Linked DNA regions of Sus scrofa: regions 1, 2, 3 and 4 are each linked to region 5. Evidence: chromatin contacts called from public Hi-C and HiChIP or PLAC-seq data. All regions are on one chromosome and are shown on one strand. The core of a region is the stretch at or near the end of the contact, and the rest is flanking DNA. Distances in the headings are between cores, read along the strand shown. Region 1 has its middle 18 kb from the start of MMP24. Region 2 holds the start of MMP24 (matrix metalloproteinase-24). Region 3 holds the start of GSS (glutathione synthetase). Region 4 overlaps TRPC4AP (short transient receptor potential channel 4-associated protein). Region 5 holds the start of TRPC4AP (short transient receptor potential channel 4-associated protein).

Evidence for each region. A called contact is a pair of places that touch in the nucleus more often than the background predicts. HiChIP or PLAC-seq counts read pairs in DNA pulled down with a chosen protein or histone mark.
Region 1: a contact with region 5 is called in a Hi-C map of liver, with 5 times the contacts expected there. The contact joins the enhancer-like site here to the promoter of TRPC4AP in region 5. A contact is called at or near these places in 3 of 5 promoter capture datasets (fetal liver and liver), 27 of 47 Hi-C or Micro-C datasets (adipose tissue, alveolar macrophages, blood and 12 more) and 2 of 2 datasets of contacts at active chromatin or transcription factors (alveolar macrophages and skeletal muscle).
Region 2: an H3K27ac HiChIP or PLAC-seq map of alveolar macrophages shows a contact between it and region 5. The contact joins the promoter of MMP24 here to the promoter of TRPC4AP in region 5. A contact is called at or near these places in 1 of 5 promoter capture datasets (fetal skeletal muscle), 13 of 47 Hi-C or Micro-C datasets (alveolar macrophages, blood, embryonic fibroblasts and 5 more) and 1 of 2 datasets of contacts at active chromatin or transcription factors (alveolar macrophages).
Region 3: a contact with region 5 is called in a Hi-C map of skeletal muscle, with 4 times the contacts expected there. The contact joins the promoter of GSS here to the promoter of TRPC4AP in region 5. A contact is called at or near these places in 1 of 5 promoter capture datasets (liver), 4 of 47 Hi-C or Micro-C datasets (heart right ventricle, liver and skeletal muscle) and 2 of 2 datasets of contacts at active chromatin or transcription factors (alveolar macrophages and skeletal muscle).
Region 4: a Hi-C map of skeletal muscle shows a contact between it and region 5, with 4 times the contacts expected there. The contact joins the enhancer-like site here to the promoter of TRPC4AP in region 5. A contact is called at or near these places in 8 of 47 Hi-C or Micro-C datasets (brain, fetal heart ventricle, heart right ventricle and 2 more) and 2 of 2 datasets of contacts at active chromatin or transcription factors (alveolar macrophages and skeletal muscle).

Annotation. Positions count from the first base shown.
Region 1 is chr17:38,568,108-38,570,807 of Sscrofa11.1, reverse strand. No RefSeq gene overlaps it. Among named protein-coding and RNA genes, the nearest start is that of MMP24, 18 kb to the left of the region's middle. Within about 2 kb of position 1,432, at least 32 of the 83 cell types and tissues checked have an H3K27ac peak or open chromatin away from gene starts, as enhancers often do. A contact at or near this core is called in adipose tissue, brain, liver and 5 more, where this site is marked.
Region 2 is chr17:38,585,968-38,588,667 of Sscrofa11.1, reverse strand. MMP24 (matrix metalloproteinase-24) reads right to left here and starts at 1,438. Exons shown (of 10, transcript XM_021077693.1): 1 at 1,406-1,438; 2 at 173-871. The coding sequence starts at 1,438.
Region 3 is chr17:38,340,891-38,343,590 of Sscrofa11.1, reverse strand. GSS (glutathione synthetase) reads left to right here and starts at 1,338. Exons shown (of 13, transcript NM_001244625.1): 1 at 1,338-1,378. LOC106506661 (a long non-coding RNA gene) reads right to left here and starts at 1,271. Exons shown (of 3, transcript XR_001302099.2): 1 at 1,047-1,271.
Region 4 is chr17:38,398,911-38,401,610 of Sscrofa11.1, reverse strand. TRPC4AP (short transient receptor potential channel 4-associated protein) reads left to right here. Exons shown (of 19, transcript XM_003359957.4): 9 at 2,328-2,494. Among named protein-coding and RNA genes, the nearest start is that of MIR499, 26 kb to the right of the region's middle. Within about 2 kb of position 1,305, at least 6 of the 83 cell types and tissues checked have an H3K27ac peak or open chromatin away from gene starts, as enhancers often do. A contact at or near this core is called in skeletal muscle, where this site is marked.
Region 5 is chr17:38,466,914-38,469,613 of Sscrofa11.1, reverse strand. It overlaps TRPC4AP (short transient receptor potential channel 4-associated protein), which reads left to right and starts at 1,324. Exons shown (of 19, transcript XM_003359957.4): 1 at 1,324-1,581. The coding sequence starts at 1,414.

The DNA.
Region 1 (2,700 bases), core at 183-2,682, 100 kb before region 5:
CAGCAATGCTGGATCCTTAACCCACTGGTGAGACAGGGATCGAACCCACAACCTCATGGTTCCTAGTTGGATTCGTTTCCACTGCACCACGACAGGAACTCCTTGATTTCTTTTTAAAATCTTATGTATTTATTTTTACTTGCTTTCTTCATAACTTCCACCACAGGTGACCGTCTCCCTCTTAAAACACACTCTTCCCTTGGCTTTTGCACCATCACAATCTGATTTTCCTTCCTGCTTCTCTGGTCCCTCATTCTAAGTTTCCTTTTCTAGTTCCATCTCTTCCAATTAACATTCTAAATTCAGAAGGTTCTCATGGCAGTTATAAGCCCTCTTCTCTTTCCTTTTTTTTTTTTCTTTTGCTGCCTTTGGTTATTTTTATTCTTAGCAATTTATGTCACCATATGAACCTTTCTTCATTATTTTCTTCAAAAGTAATACTTAAAATGAATTCTAATAGGCACTGAGTGATTTTTTCCAGCCCCATAATCCAGCCACTCGGCACACTTTCCCTTCCTCTTTCTGTTCTTTTCTCCCTAAGAGATTTCATCTATTAACCACAATTTAAAATACCATCTGCATCCCAGCAACTCCCAAATTTCTATCTCTCACCTAAGACCTTGCTCCACACCTCCTAAATCCAGTTGTTTATTCCACATCTATACCTGAAGGTCCCACAGAATTTACCAACTTAAAAAAAATGACCCAAAGCTAAGCTCATGTTCTTTCCATTCAGAATTTCATCTACCGCTAGGCATCCTCATAGTATTCTATCTGCTCAGTTCATGGCAGAAACCTGGGCAACATCCCTGATATCTCCTTATCCTCCTCCATAGACAATAAATATTCAATTCCAATGGGTTACATTTCATGCAGGATTCCCTTAAGCCTTCAGACTAGGCTGCACACCTCTACACCCCTACTCTATACCCCCATCTAGCCCCTTGTAGTTCGTAATACTCATCCAAATCGTAAGTATATAATTATTCATGTAATTCTCTCTCCCCCTCTACATCATAAACTCCATAAGCACTAGGACCAAGCCCGTCTTTTATTTCAGGTACATAATAGGATCTCAATAAATATTTGTTAAATGAACAAATACACACTCAGCTTGTAGCCACCATGTGTTGTGTCTCTGCAATTTAGTACCTAATGCTATGTGCACAGTAGGGGGCAGCAGAGTATAGATAATAGAAAGAGCCTGGGCCTTGGTATTAAAAGGGTGACTATCAGGGAGGGTATGATAGTCACAATATGGAGAAAAGTAATTTAGATTTATACTTCATATTATACAACAAGAACCATGTCACCCTGGATAAAATCATAACAAAGTAAAATAAATAAAATTAGAGAATACATTTTAAAAAGGTTGACTCTAGGTAAATCACTTAACATTTCTGAGATTCTGCTTCCTTCCTGGGAAATCAGGGCTAATTCTCCTTCCCAAGGATCAAAAGAGATAGGCAGATATAGTACAAACCAAAGAGAGTGTTGTTGGAGTCAGTTATAAGTGTTTGTTGAATAAATAGAGGTAGAGGAAGAGGGTCCTTGTTACTCTGTGGAACAGATGTGAGTAGAGACTCACAGATTCAGAAGAGAGGAAATGAAAGCTCACGAAGAGACTGGCCTAAGTCCAGAGCCCGCTGGAGGCAAAGCTGTGACGTTATCACAATGTGTTCTTGGCACGCTCTCATCTCTGCTCTCTGATCACTGCCCTCACCCCTCCGGTGCCCTCTGGCTGTGCTGTGCTGTAGGCCTTTCTTTCCCTTTCCTCCCATCAAAACACATCTGTCCTATGTCCCTGCCCCTCAGAGACCTGCTCATTGTCATCCACAAGGACAGCTGGTTAACCCTATAAATGGGTCTCTGCTAAAATGTGTTATTTACTGCTCTGATATTAGAAGTTGGAACTTCCTGAGATAGAAAGAGTAACCTACTAAAAATAAAAAAATCCCAATGATGAAGTCCTAGGTTCTGTACAGTAAGAGAAAATGGAAAATTAACAGGGATTAGGGCAGTCCTAATCTTAGGCTCAAGAAAAATTATTGAACAAATACAGAATCTGTTAGATGTGACTTGATGGTAATAGAGGAGAAAAGCTTCTTTCAAAATTCATATGTGTATATTATATATATAATAGATGTATATGTATCCATACATACGACTTAATTGTAATTTACATCAGTGTCATTAGCTTTTTGATGTATAGTTCCATGAATATATATATGATATATGATATATATATATATATAGATAAATGCACAGTCATGTAACCACCATAATTACAAAACAGAATAGGGAGTTCCTGTTGTGGCTCAGTGGGTTAAGAACCTGACTAGTATTCATGAGGATGTGAGTTTGATCCCTGGCCCTGCTCAGTGGGTTAAGGATCTGGCATTACCACAAGCTGTGGCATAGGTCACAGATGTGGCTTGGATCATGGCTCTGGTGTAGGCCAGCAGCTACAGCTCCGATTTGAACCCTAGCCCAGGAAATTCCATATGCTATAGGTATGGATGGCCCTAGAAGGAAAAAACAAAGCAAAAACCAAACAGAATGGTTTCTCATTCCCTAAAAATTTCCATGTGTTAACCCTTTGTAGTTAACCCTTCTCCCACCCTTAAGCCCTGGCCACACTAATGTTTTTTCTATCCCCATAGTCCAGTTTATCAAGTTTTCCTTTTATAAATTTTGTTT
Region 2 (2,700 bases), core at 189-2,688, 120 kb before region 5:
CCGCCCCGCCCTGGACCGCTGGCCCGGACCCCAGGAGCAGACCCTCGGCGCACCCCCTCCGCCCCCCACCCCCGGCTTCTGGCGCTGCCCGGCCCAGGCCTGGCCCCGGCGCCGCCCCCCACCCTGCCCGGAGGCCCCGAGCCCGCGCCCTGGCCCCGCGCGCCAGCCCCACCTGCCCAACGAAGGGCGCCTCCGTCTCGGCCGCCCGCGCCGCCCGGTTCCCGGCCCCCGCCGCCGCCGCCGCCGCCGCTCGCGCGGCGCCCGGGAGGCAGCAGAGCGCGGGCAGCAGCAGCAGCAGCCGCCCCGGGGCCCGCCAGCGGCTCCAGCGCGGGGCCAGGCCCGCTGGCTGCTGCCCCGGCGCGGCGCAGCCGCCCCGGCTCTTCGGCATCCCGGCGGCGGGGCCCGGCCGCCCGGCTGCGATGGCGGCGGCGGCGGCGGCTCCGGCCGGGTCCTCCCGCTGCAGCGGCTGCGGAGCCGCCGAGTCACCGCGCCGCGGACACGCGCCCGGCCCGCCTGTCTTCGCCGCCGCTGCCGCCTCGGCCGCCAGCGCGCCCCCGCCTCCGCGCGCCCCGCCCCGGCTGGGGGCGGCCAGGGGCGCGGGGGCAGCACCCAGGCCAGACCCGCCGGGCTGGCGGCTGTCAGGCAGCCCTGGGACACAGGCCGAGGAGCGGCGCTGCGGCGGGGGTCGCAGAGGCCAGAAGAACTGCTTTTGGAGGCAGGGTCCAAAGGGGTGGAACTGGAGGAAGGGGGCCCGAGGGGCAGCCCTGAGAGAGGGGGAAGAGGCTAAATAAATAGTCTTGGAAATAGAATCACGTCTCGGCTGTGAGGGGAGGATATCCCGGGTTGGAGGTCCGAGGCCAAGGGCATAGTCCTGGGGGAGAGGGGGTGAGGGGGCACATAGCAGGAGATGGGGGCGGGGTGTGAAGAGCTGCCATGGGGTAATGGCAAGGCTGGAGGGAATGAGCTAAAGAAACAGCCTGGAGGAGAGGGGCTGAGAGGGTAGCCACGGAGAAGGGAGAGCAGGGGGTTGAGAAACTAAAGAATAATCCCCTGGAGAGTTTCAGGGGGATTGCCCTGGACGCATTAGGTGAAATTAAGGTGAAGCTCGTTTTCTCAGCCCCAGAGAGAGAGAGATCAACCAGTTGGGAAAATCATCTTTCATCCAAAACAACCCATACTTATTGAACACTTTATATATGTAGGACACTGGGCTACTTGAGATACAAAGAAAAACAAACAATCCCCTCTCCAAAAAAACAACAAACAAACAAACAAACAAAAGACTGATGCCCTGACGTGGAGAGGTTTACAGCTTGGTGAGAAAACGTAAGTGCAAAGAGTCACAGGCCGGCAAACACGGAGTGTCAAAAAGCATAGGGGCAGGTGCTCTGGGGTCAGAGGAGACTTGATAGAGGCCTGAGACGGTCAGGACAAGCATTATCGAGGTTTGGGGCGTGGGACAACTCTAGCTAGGTCTTAAAGGAAAGCCTAGACTGAAACAATGGAAGAGGGATGGAAAGGGCATGATACAGGAAGGTGAGGGTGTACAACAGGTGTCTGGGGCAAGATCCCTTTCTCTGAAGCACAAGGTTCCTATAGAAAAGTTCTGGGACATAGGGAAGGAGTACAGGACTGTAAATCCTAGGAAAGTGAATTTGTATTATATTCTGAAGGGACATAAAAGTGGTAGTGTTTGAAAGTGGCCTTTTTTTTTTCTTTCTTTTTTCTTCTTTTGAGCAGGATAGTGGGTGGAAATTGGTGTTTTATGATTACCCGGCAATTTGGAGGTATGGAAAGGGAACAGGCTTTAGAGTCACACCTATGTTCAAATCTTGGCTCTGTCCCATTTTTATAAAAAAAAAAAGATCCTGCTATCACTACATAAGGTTGCTGTAAGGATGACTTACTTGACATTTAATAGATGGTCCATATTTGTTCCCCTCCCAGTGTACAAAATAATGACCAGAGGAGGCAGAGAGATTATTTGGGAGATTACTGCAGCAATCTAGGTACAGAGAAATAATGATGAAAATAATTAGCCTTTGTTAAATGTCCACTATGTAAAAAGCACTGGGCTAAGCCCTTTACTGTATTATATCTCACTTAATCCTCATAAATAAACCCTATGAAAGATGCTATTATCATCCCCAATTTACGATGAGGAAATGAAATCTCTGAAAAACTTTGCCAAATTGGCATGACTTATAAATGGCCGAGCTGAAGCGATCTGACTTCAGAACCCTTTTTTTTTTTTTTCTAGGATGGTTATCGGGGGTTAGGGAAGGGACTGATTTAAGAGACATCAGGCAAAAAAGAAGAGGGAAAGGAGTTTGGAGTAATGACACGTCTAGAAAGATGGGTGGTGGTTTCTTCACAAAAATGGAGTTGTCATAAGGAGGAACTGGCTTGAGGGACTCGAAAAGGAGTTTGACTTCACACCCCCTGAGACCGAAGTGACCACAAATTCCCCGAGATGGGTATAGCAATGAGTTCAGAAGAGGGTGGAGAATAGATATTTTGGAGATATCCAGGTCAATATGATAGCTTGAAACTGAAAAATTGGATTTGAAAAGAGCAAGAGCTTAAAGGCCCTCTGCTGAGACATATATATTTAATCTAAAGAGTGGTCAAAAAGATTGAGGAATCAGGGTTGTGGAATATATGGGAAGGAGGAGGAGCATTTCAAGCAGAGGGAGAGGG
Region 3 (2,700 bases), core at 89-2,588, 130 kb after region 5:
ACAAATGCTAAACTTCTAAATCTAGCATCAACGGCTCCTCAAGACTGAGCTCCTAAAAGTCTGCTCCAACTTCCGGGCTCTCCCCAGCACCTACGCCAAACTCTTCACTGTCTCTAAAACAAGACTAGCCACATTCAGAATTATTTGCCTTTGCTGTTTCTGCTACTGCTACTTGGTACCCAGTTCCCATTCCTGCCTCTCACCTTCACCCTCATTTCCTTCACTGCTTACACATCGCTATCCATCCTTCCAAACCCTAAAAGCCTTCTCCATTTCCCCCCAAACACCATTTACCTTTTTTTTTTTTTTTTTTTTTTTTTTTAAGGACCACACCTGCAGCATATGGAAGCTCCCAGGCTAGGAGTTGAATAGGGGCTGCAGCTGCCGGCCTACCTACCTACCTATGCAGCAGCTTGCAGCAATACTGGATCCTTAACCCACCAAGCTATGGCTGGGATCAAACCAAAATCTTCACAGACACTATGTCAGGGTCTTAACCAGATGAGCCACAACAGGAACTCCCTTACCTGTCTACTTTTTGAATCAGATGTGAAAGCAGGGCCTCTGTCTTATTCATAGTTAATTCCCCAGAGCCTGAACTGATAAATTCAGTTTAACTAAAATTCCTATCAGGTGCTTCAGACTGAGAGAATCCTATCACAGAGCAGCTGGGGAGCTGCCAAGGGGTAAGGTGGAGGGTAGGGATCAAAAATCTGCATTTAAAAAAGCAAACAAAAACTGCCCCACATCCTGATGCAAGTGATAGTGGACATTTTGAGAAGCAATGGATCACCCTGAAACATTTCTAAAAACTGCTGGAAAAATGAAAATATTTTCCTTTCACCTTGAAGGCTTTTCCTGCAGCTGCCCCAGGGTTGCAGAAATCTGGTGTTCTTCTCTGGGACCCAGCTGGGTACAAAGCTAAAGCCTGGGTTTCAACACTGGCAGCCCACCCCGTCTCAGGGCCTTTTATTACCACACTGTCCACCACCAACTGTGTGTCTCCCAGGGAGTGACTGTTCCATTCTGGGTATCGGTTTCCCCACCTTGCATCGGACGTCACCAGCTCTGACGTCCTGCGAGCTAAGCAAACTCGTAGCTCTCCGCGGAACCTACAGGGCTCCTCCCCTCCCTCCCAAGGTCCTGTCCGCCTGGGTCCAGCCGACGCACCCCGTAGGCCAAGGCTGCCCTCACACGGACTGCCCCTTCCCAGCCACCGTCCAGCTCCGGAGGAACGGGTCTCCTCCCCCGCTCTGCTCTAGGGGATCCGGCGGGGCGGCCTGCGCAAGCGCGTTGGGTCGTATCGAGGCCCCGCCTCCTGAAGCTCGGGTTAGGGCGCTACGGGTCTGAGTACGGTGCGCGGCGGGACGACGAACGAGTAGGTTGGGGCGCGGCAACGGCGGCCGGCAAGGGTCACGTTTCTTCGGGAGGAAGGCCATGAGGGAGGGGTCTGGCTCGCGATAGGAACCCCGGAGGCCAGGAGATGTTGCATCTCCTACGCACGGCGGGGACCTGGAACCTGGTGTCCAGTTAGGGGGTGGGGCTGGTGCTTCTGGATTCCAAATTCCCTAGATCTCCTGACTTCAGGTCGGGCAGGTGGCGGGGGATCGGTGCCCGTGAGACTAGAACCGGAGTTTGGGTTTTTTGTTTTTTAAACCACAATAGAACTGGGAGCGATTAGAGCCAGACTTTGTCCAGGATGGGAGCGAGCGGGCCCGTAGAGGTGGGACAGGCCTGGGCAGGAGACCGTGGTGTTGCCCCGGGCCTCACGCAGGCGTTGGCCTTGCCCGGATTTAAAGTCCGACCAGGTTTTCTTGTGGGCGTTTTAAGACTTTTGGTGATCTGGCCCTAGCCTGTCAGTCATCATCGTTCTTTCATTTAACATTCACTGAATACAGTAGTAGGCTCTGGAGCTAGAGATGTGATCAAAACACACATGCTATTCCCTGTGGTACAGGGAAATTAATGGGTTGTAGAAAGAAGCCCTGGGCAGAGACTAGGGACAGCTTGTGAAACAGCCGTGAACGCTGGTCAGGAGTGGTGGGGATTGTCCCAAAGAGAGATAAAAGCAAGTGCTAATGCCTGGGAGCAGGAGAGAAGCTGGTGTTTTTCTAGTCACTGAAGATACCTCACTCTGAATCTGTTTAGTGCCCAAGGAAAAGATGGTGGTAGCCAGAACTAGGATCTTAACAGTGGAGGTAGAGAGAAATCAAGGAATTCAGAGTACATATATTTAGATAGAATCCACAGGATCTGGGGGGAGAATAGAGTGTAGGAGAGAAGTGTATACAGGGCTTGGGTGCCTGGCTGGGGGGTTGATCAAGAGTAGGAGCAGATTTGTGGGGAGACAACTACACAGTCTATTCTGGTTCTTTGGAGACTCAGTAAGCAGTTGGATGTTCTCCTTTGAAGGTCAGGAAAAGTGACAGTACAGTGAAGGTACAGATTTGAGTGTCATCAGCACAACAGAAATAAAGCCACAAGAAGGGTTGAAACTGTAGAATGAGAAAAACAAAGGACCCGATTAGCACTTTTCATAGTGATTTTTTTTTGTCTTAGCTTTCTCTATGTCCTGAGTCCTGACATTAGATGCCAGTCAGTGTTTACCAACTAAACAAAAGCCCAACAGCAGGCAGAGATGTCAGAATCCCAGAGTTGTGAAGAGATGGGGGCCAGTGGAGGGTTCCATTGCTCCAATGT
Region 4 (2,700 bases), core at 56-2,555, 68 kb after region 5:
TCACCCCCCCGAAACCCCGCAGTGCCCTCAGGTCCCCTGAGCTAGGGGATGAGGATGCTGAGGCACTGGAGGCTACACAGCAAGTGTGCAGCAGAGGCAGGATTTTGCATGATAGCTTTTCAGATTCTCTTTAAATCAGTTGACTCTTAAACAGTTCTGGGAGCTGGGCCAGGGAGTCCCAACACATAGATCGAGTAACTATGGTTTTTCTCCCAACATGGAAGAAACTTTATGTGAATAGATAGAATTTTCACAATTAGATTTTCTCTAGGAAATTTTTCTTAGTCTTTACCCACTGCCACTATAGTTGCCATTAAGAGCTTGCAGATTAGAAGAAAGAAAACAAATAGCAAGCAAGCATTAGCAGAAAAACTCAGAGTTAGTTTTTTACTTCTTTTTAACACAGACTTATGTGTTGCATACATGTGTCCAGCATTTTTTAACCGCTTTTTAACCGCTTTCAACATATGTAAATCATTTAATCTTTGCAACATTGCTAAGAGATAATGTTGCAAAGATTAAATGATAGGTTCTGTTGCCATTATCCCCGTTTAACAGATGAGGATGGATACTGAAGCATAGATAGGTCAACAAGTTTCCCCAGAGCCACCCAGCTAGTGAACAGAGCTGGGGTTCATACCCAGCAGCCAGGCTTCAGGGTGCTTAGGCCTGTGCTGCACTTCCTCTGTCATGCTTTGTTCAGCAGCTGGTCTTCTTTCAGCTTTTGTATTAGTGAGGTCACATGGCTGGAAAAAATAGTTTCAGGTCTGTAGAGTGGAGTTAAGTTAGGCTCTTACGTCACGATATCACCATGCAGCAGTCCTGACTCTGCATGCACCTCACCTGAATGTATTCAAAAGCATTGCTCTGTACCACATAGATTTTCAGGCCTTTGCACAAGGCTTCTGGGGCAGCAGTCCCAGTAGGAGCTTGAAAGGACCTTAGTGGTTACTGATTAGTAGTTACTGATTCATCCTTTCACCTTAAAAGTGAGGGAAACTGAGGGGAAGTAAATCCTAAGGTCTCCTGACCCTGACCCTTAAAAATGATAGGGACCTGCTTCCCAGGAATCTGGTGCTGGGCTTTCTTGTGTCCTCATTCACTCCTCACAGGGACCCTAGCCAACCAGTGCAGCACTGCCGTCCTTCCCGTTTTACATGGCACTCAAACGCCTGATGAGGAGGTGACTTGCCCAGTGTCACCCAGCCAGCAGGTTGTCGTTCCACAGCCCTTAGTCCTCATCCCTTTGCTCTGCCACATTCCGGAGAGTACACTTCACTGTGGCCTCTGTGACCCACTGACGCTTTTTTTGTTCCCTGGGTAGTAGAGTAAATGCGATGGTTTACCTAGAGCCCCAAACACAATGCCAGACACATAGTAAGTGTCCCTTAAGTATTATGTAGCTTTTGCTGTTGTTACTAATCATGGAATTGGGTAAAAGGAAAAGCTTCTAGAGGTTAGTATGTTCATCTGTCCCACTGCTAGCAATTGTGATGCCTGGTCTGCCTTAGGGAGTTGAACCTTAGGAAACTTTAGATGGTTGTTGTTTGAAAAACAGGAGGAAAAAACTTCAGAAAGGATCCCTTTTAGTCCTTCAGCACTGCCCCCTTGTGGAATCTAGGTAGAAGGACCAGGTACTCAGAGTCATTTGTGGGCTGAAGAGAATTTGACACAATATGCAGCTAGACATCTGACTGGGTACTTTCTGGGGGTGGGGGTGGATGGGTCTTATGGTGGCAGAAGGGAGTAAGGCAGGGAAGGGCTGGATCTCATTGCTGCATTGGCTGTGTCAGAGTATTTTTACTGAGTGTTGAAGTTGATAGGATAGAATTAGAGAGTCCATGTTCCTAAATTTCTCAGCTTCTCTGACCCCTCAGGGCCTAAAGGGAGTTTTGCGGCTTTCAAAGTTTCTGTCACTGGAGTTCCCGTCATGGCTCAGTGGTTAATGAATCTGACTAGGAACCATGAGGTTGCGGGTTCGACCCCTGACCTTGCTCAGTGGGTTAAGGATCTGGCGTTGCGTGAGCTGTGGTATAGATCTCAGACGCGGCTCGGATCCCGAGTTGCTGTGACTCTGGCATAGGCCGGCGGCTACAGCTCCGCTTAAACCCCTGGTCTGGGAACTTCCATATGCTGCGGGTGCGGCCCTAGAAAAGACAAAAAAAAAAAAAAAAAAAAAAACAAAAACCCAAAAAACAAAGTTACTGTCACGGGCTCAAGGCCCACTCTAATGGCTGTTACTTAAGTTTGTTCAGAGCGTGCTTGAGGGGCAGAAGCACGTATCCTCACAAGCAGTGACTGACCCTCTCTCCTGGTGGCTGTCTCAGCCTCCATTGTCTTCCCTCCTCCAGGGGCTTCTGAGGAGAATGGCCTGCCTCACACTTCAACTAGGACCCAGCTGCCTCAGTCAATGAAGATCATGCATGAGATCATGTACAAACTGGAAGTGCTCTATGTCCTCTGCGTGCTGCTGATGGGACGTCAGCGAAATCAGGTGGGCCCCTCCTCACAGGTCAGAACAGGAGGAGCCAGGAGCACACGCTTCCTGGGTGACCGCCTCTCATAATGGCTCTGTCTCTAGCACAGCAAAGCAAAGAGTTGGGTTCCATTTATCCCTGTTTAACATGTTGGGAAACTAGTCTGATTCCAGAGCTTATGATCTGTGGGCAGCATTTCTAGACAGAGCATTGGTGCCCAGGG
Region 5 (2,700 bases), core at 75-2,574:
TTGAGTGTACAATCCAATGATTTTTAGTCAAATAAGGGATGTATCACCATTACCACAAACCAGCTTTAGAACTATATTTTGATTTTGTTATATGTAACTTAATATGTCTGAGATTCATTTTAGCTTTTGCTGTAAAGTTTAAGACCTAAATTTTTTTTTCTTTCCCCATTGATTTGAAATGTCTCCCTTACCACATGCTAAAGTTCCAAGTATATCTGGATCTGGTCCCTGGTCTCCCTGTCTTGGGGTCACAAATAGGGTTTTACTTGGCCTATGGAGTTTTCAGAACTGGGTAATTTCACATCAAAACCCAGCTTTTTGGCTGTTCTGGAAAAACTAGACGATTCAGCAACAATCTGCAGGAGAGGGTAGAGATCACTCCTTTTGATGGGCCTGAGGATGGTGACCACAATCCCAGTGTGCCAGGAACAATCCCTATATATGCCTGCTGTCCTGTTGTAATTGTTAGCAGCATCCTTTCATTCTTAAATATGTTCTGATTTGAGCAATAAACTATGCGGCACAATCTCCACCATTCCTTATTGCATCACACCCAGCATTCCTCTTTCATTTATTTTACATGATCCCCTCCCAGGAAGAAAAAAGGAGAGGAGAGGACGAGATCCTGCCACAGAAATTTGCCAAAAAAAATGATTACGTTGGTTCGGAGTAGAGAGAACATACCGTCCTGTGTGGAGAAATTACGACGTTTCCTCTGACAGAGAATATGATGTCACAATTTACCAATCCTTTCCCCTTCCATTATTTCATTTAACTTCACGACAATCTAGTTACACATCTTACCCAGTTTGTTACTGTGTATTTGCATATGGATTTGCTGACCTCCCCTGTAACTTGCATTTGAAAACAGGGACTTTGTTCTGCTCAGCACTGTTTTCCCAAGGACTGTTCGGTACTGATAGAGCGGGCCCCAAGGAACTATTTACTGGCTGAACAGACTCCCAGGAACTATCGACTGAATGAACTAACAAGAAACTGAGGCTCAGGTCCGTGGCGAGTCAAGGGTAGAGAAAGAGGCAAGCAGGAATCACATCAGGCGGCCAGATTCCTGGTCTGGAACCCAGGATCTTCTAGCTAGTTGGCTATAACCTCCCCAAATAGGCAAGAAATGGGAGAGTGCGCACGCAGAGACTTGTCTTCGACGTCAGAGGACCTCGCCAAAATGCTGGGCCAGAGAAACAAGTGGCGCAGGGGACGCCAGGCTCTCTCGCACCTGCCCGCCTCAGATCAAGACTACAGTTCCCAGCAGCCCCCGCGGGGCTCACGGCTCTGCCACGCGGCTTGCGCCTCCGCCGTCAGCCCAGTGGGGGCGCTGCGGCGACCCCTCCGCCGCCCCGTAGAAATCTCCGCGGCCCCGGGGCCGCTTGCTTCCTGTTTGTCGGACGAGGAGACATGGCGGCGGCGCCGGCGGCTGCTGGATCTGGGGCCGGCCGGGCGCGACGGGCGGCGGCAACGGTGGCGGCTTGGGGCGGATGGGGCGGCCGGCCGCGGCCTGGTAACATTCTGTTGCAGCTGCGGCAGGGCCAGCTGACCGGCCGGGGCCTGGTCCGGGCGGTGCAGGTAGGAAGTCGGCCCGGAGGGGCGGGGCGGGGTGGACCGGGCGGGAGCTGGCCGAGGGCCGGCGAAGAGGCCTTTCCAGGCCGCCGCAGTACGGGCCCGACCCCTCTTGGCCGGCCGTTGGGCCTTTCTGTGGGCTCTCCGGACGCTGTCAGCCGCGGCAGGACAGTGAGTGGGCAGTGGCAGGCTAGAGGACCTGTGTTAGGGGCTGAGCAAGGCTGAGCTGCATCAGGCATTGATGGCGTGTACGAGTCCGGGGCCCAGCTCCTGGATCCTCCCTTCCTTGCGCCACGTCTGCACGTCTGGAGGACCCTGAGCGAGTTTGCTTTAGCCTCTATGGTCCTTGAGTTTCTCCCCCATGAATTGGGCGGTGGGTCATCACTGCAGCTCCTAAAAGGATCTCAGCTCCTAAAAGGTTCTCTCCTAAAATGTCATTCAGAGAGGCCTTTCCTTGACATAACCCCCCACCCCCACCCCAGAGTAGGTTCCCATTGTTATTCAGTTACAGACCTGAATTCGTTTTGTTCACATTACTTTCTCAGTCTGTAATTACATATTTCTTTGTTGTCTACTTTTTTTCTCGCCTGTATTCCACATTAAGCTGAGCTCCAGCGGGTGCAGGGACTGTATCTGTTTTGCCGGTGTAGAGCGTCATGGTTAAGAGCTAGGGCTGTAGAGTAAGGCCTGGATTCAGAATCCTGCTTTTTCTTGCTTGGTCAAATTACTTTTCTGTGCCTCAGTTTCCTTATTTGTAAAATGGAGATGATAATTAGTAAGCTACCTGTTAAGGTGTTGTGAAGATAAAAGACAATCGTGTAAAAGGTTAAATACATTTCTGGTGCATAATAAGAAACTGAAGGGTAATCAGTTAATATTAATGCTATACTTGGTATCTGGCTTATAATATGTGCTCAATATATGATTAGTCTGTCTGTCTTTCTTTCTTCCTTTCTTTCTTTTTCTTTTTTTTTTTGAGTGAATGAAGAACACTGCTTTAGGGTAAAGCAGGGTGAATTAAGACCTAGGCCGCTCGCCCTTTCCCCTCCCCCTTCACATTCCCAGAACTTAACATTGGAAACACACCTGTAAAACATTAGCTTAATTTAAGGACAGCTTTTGCAT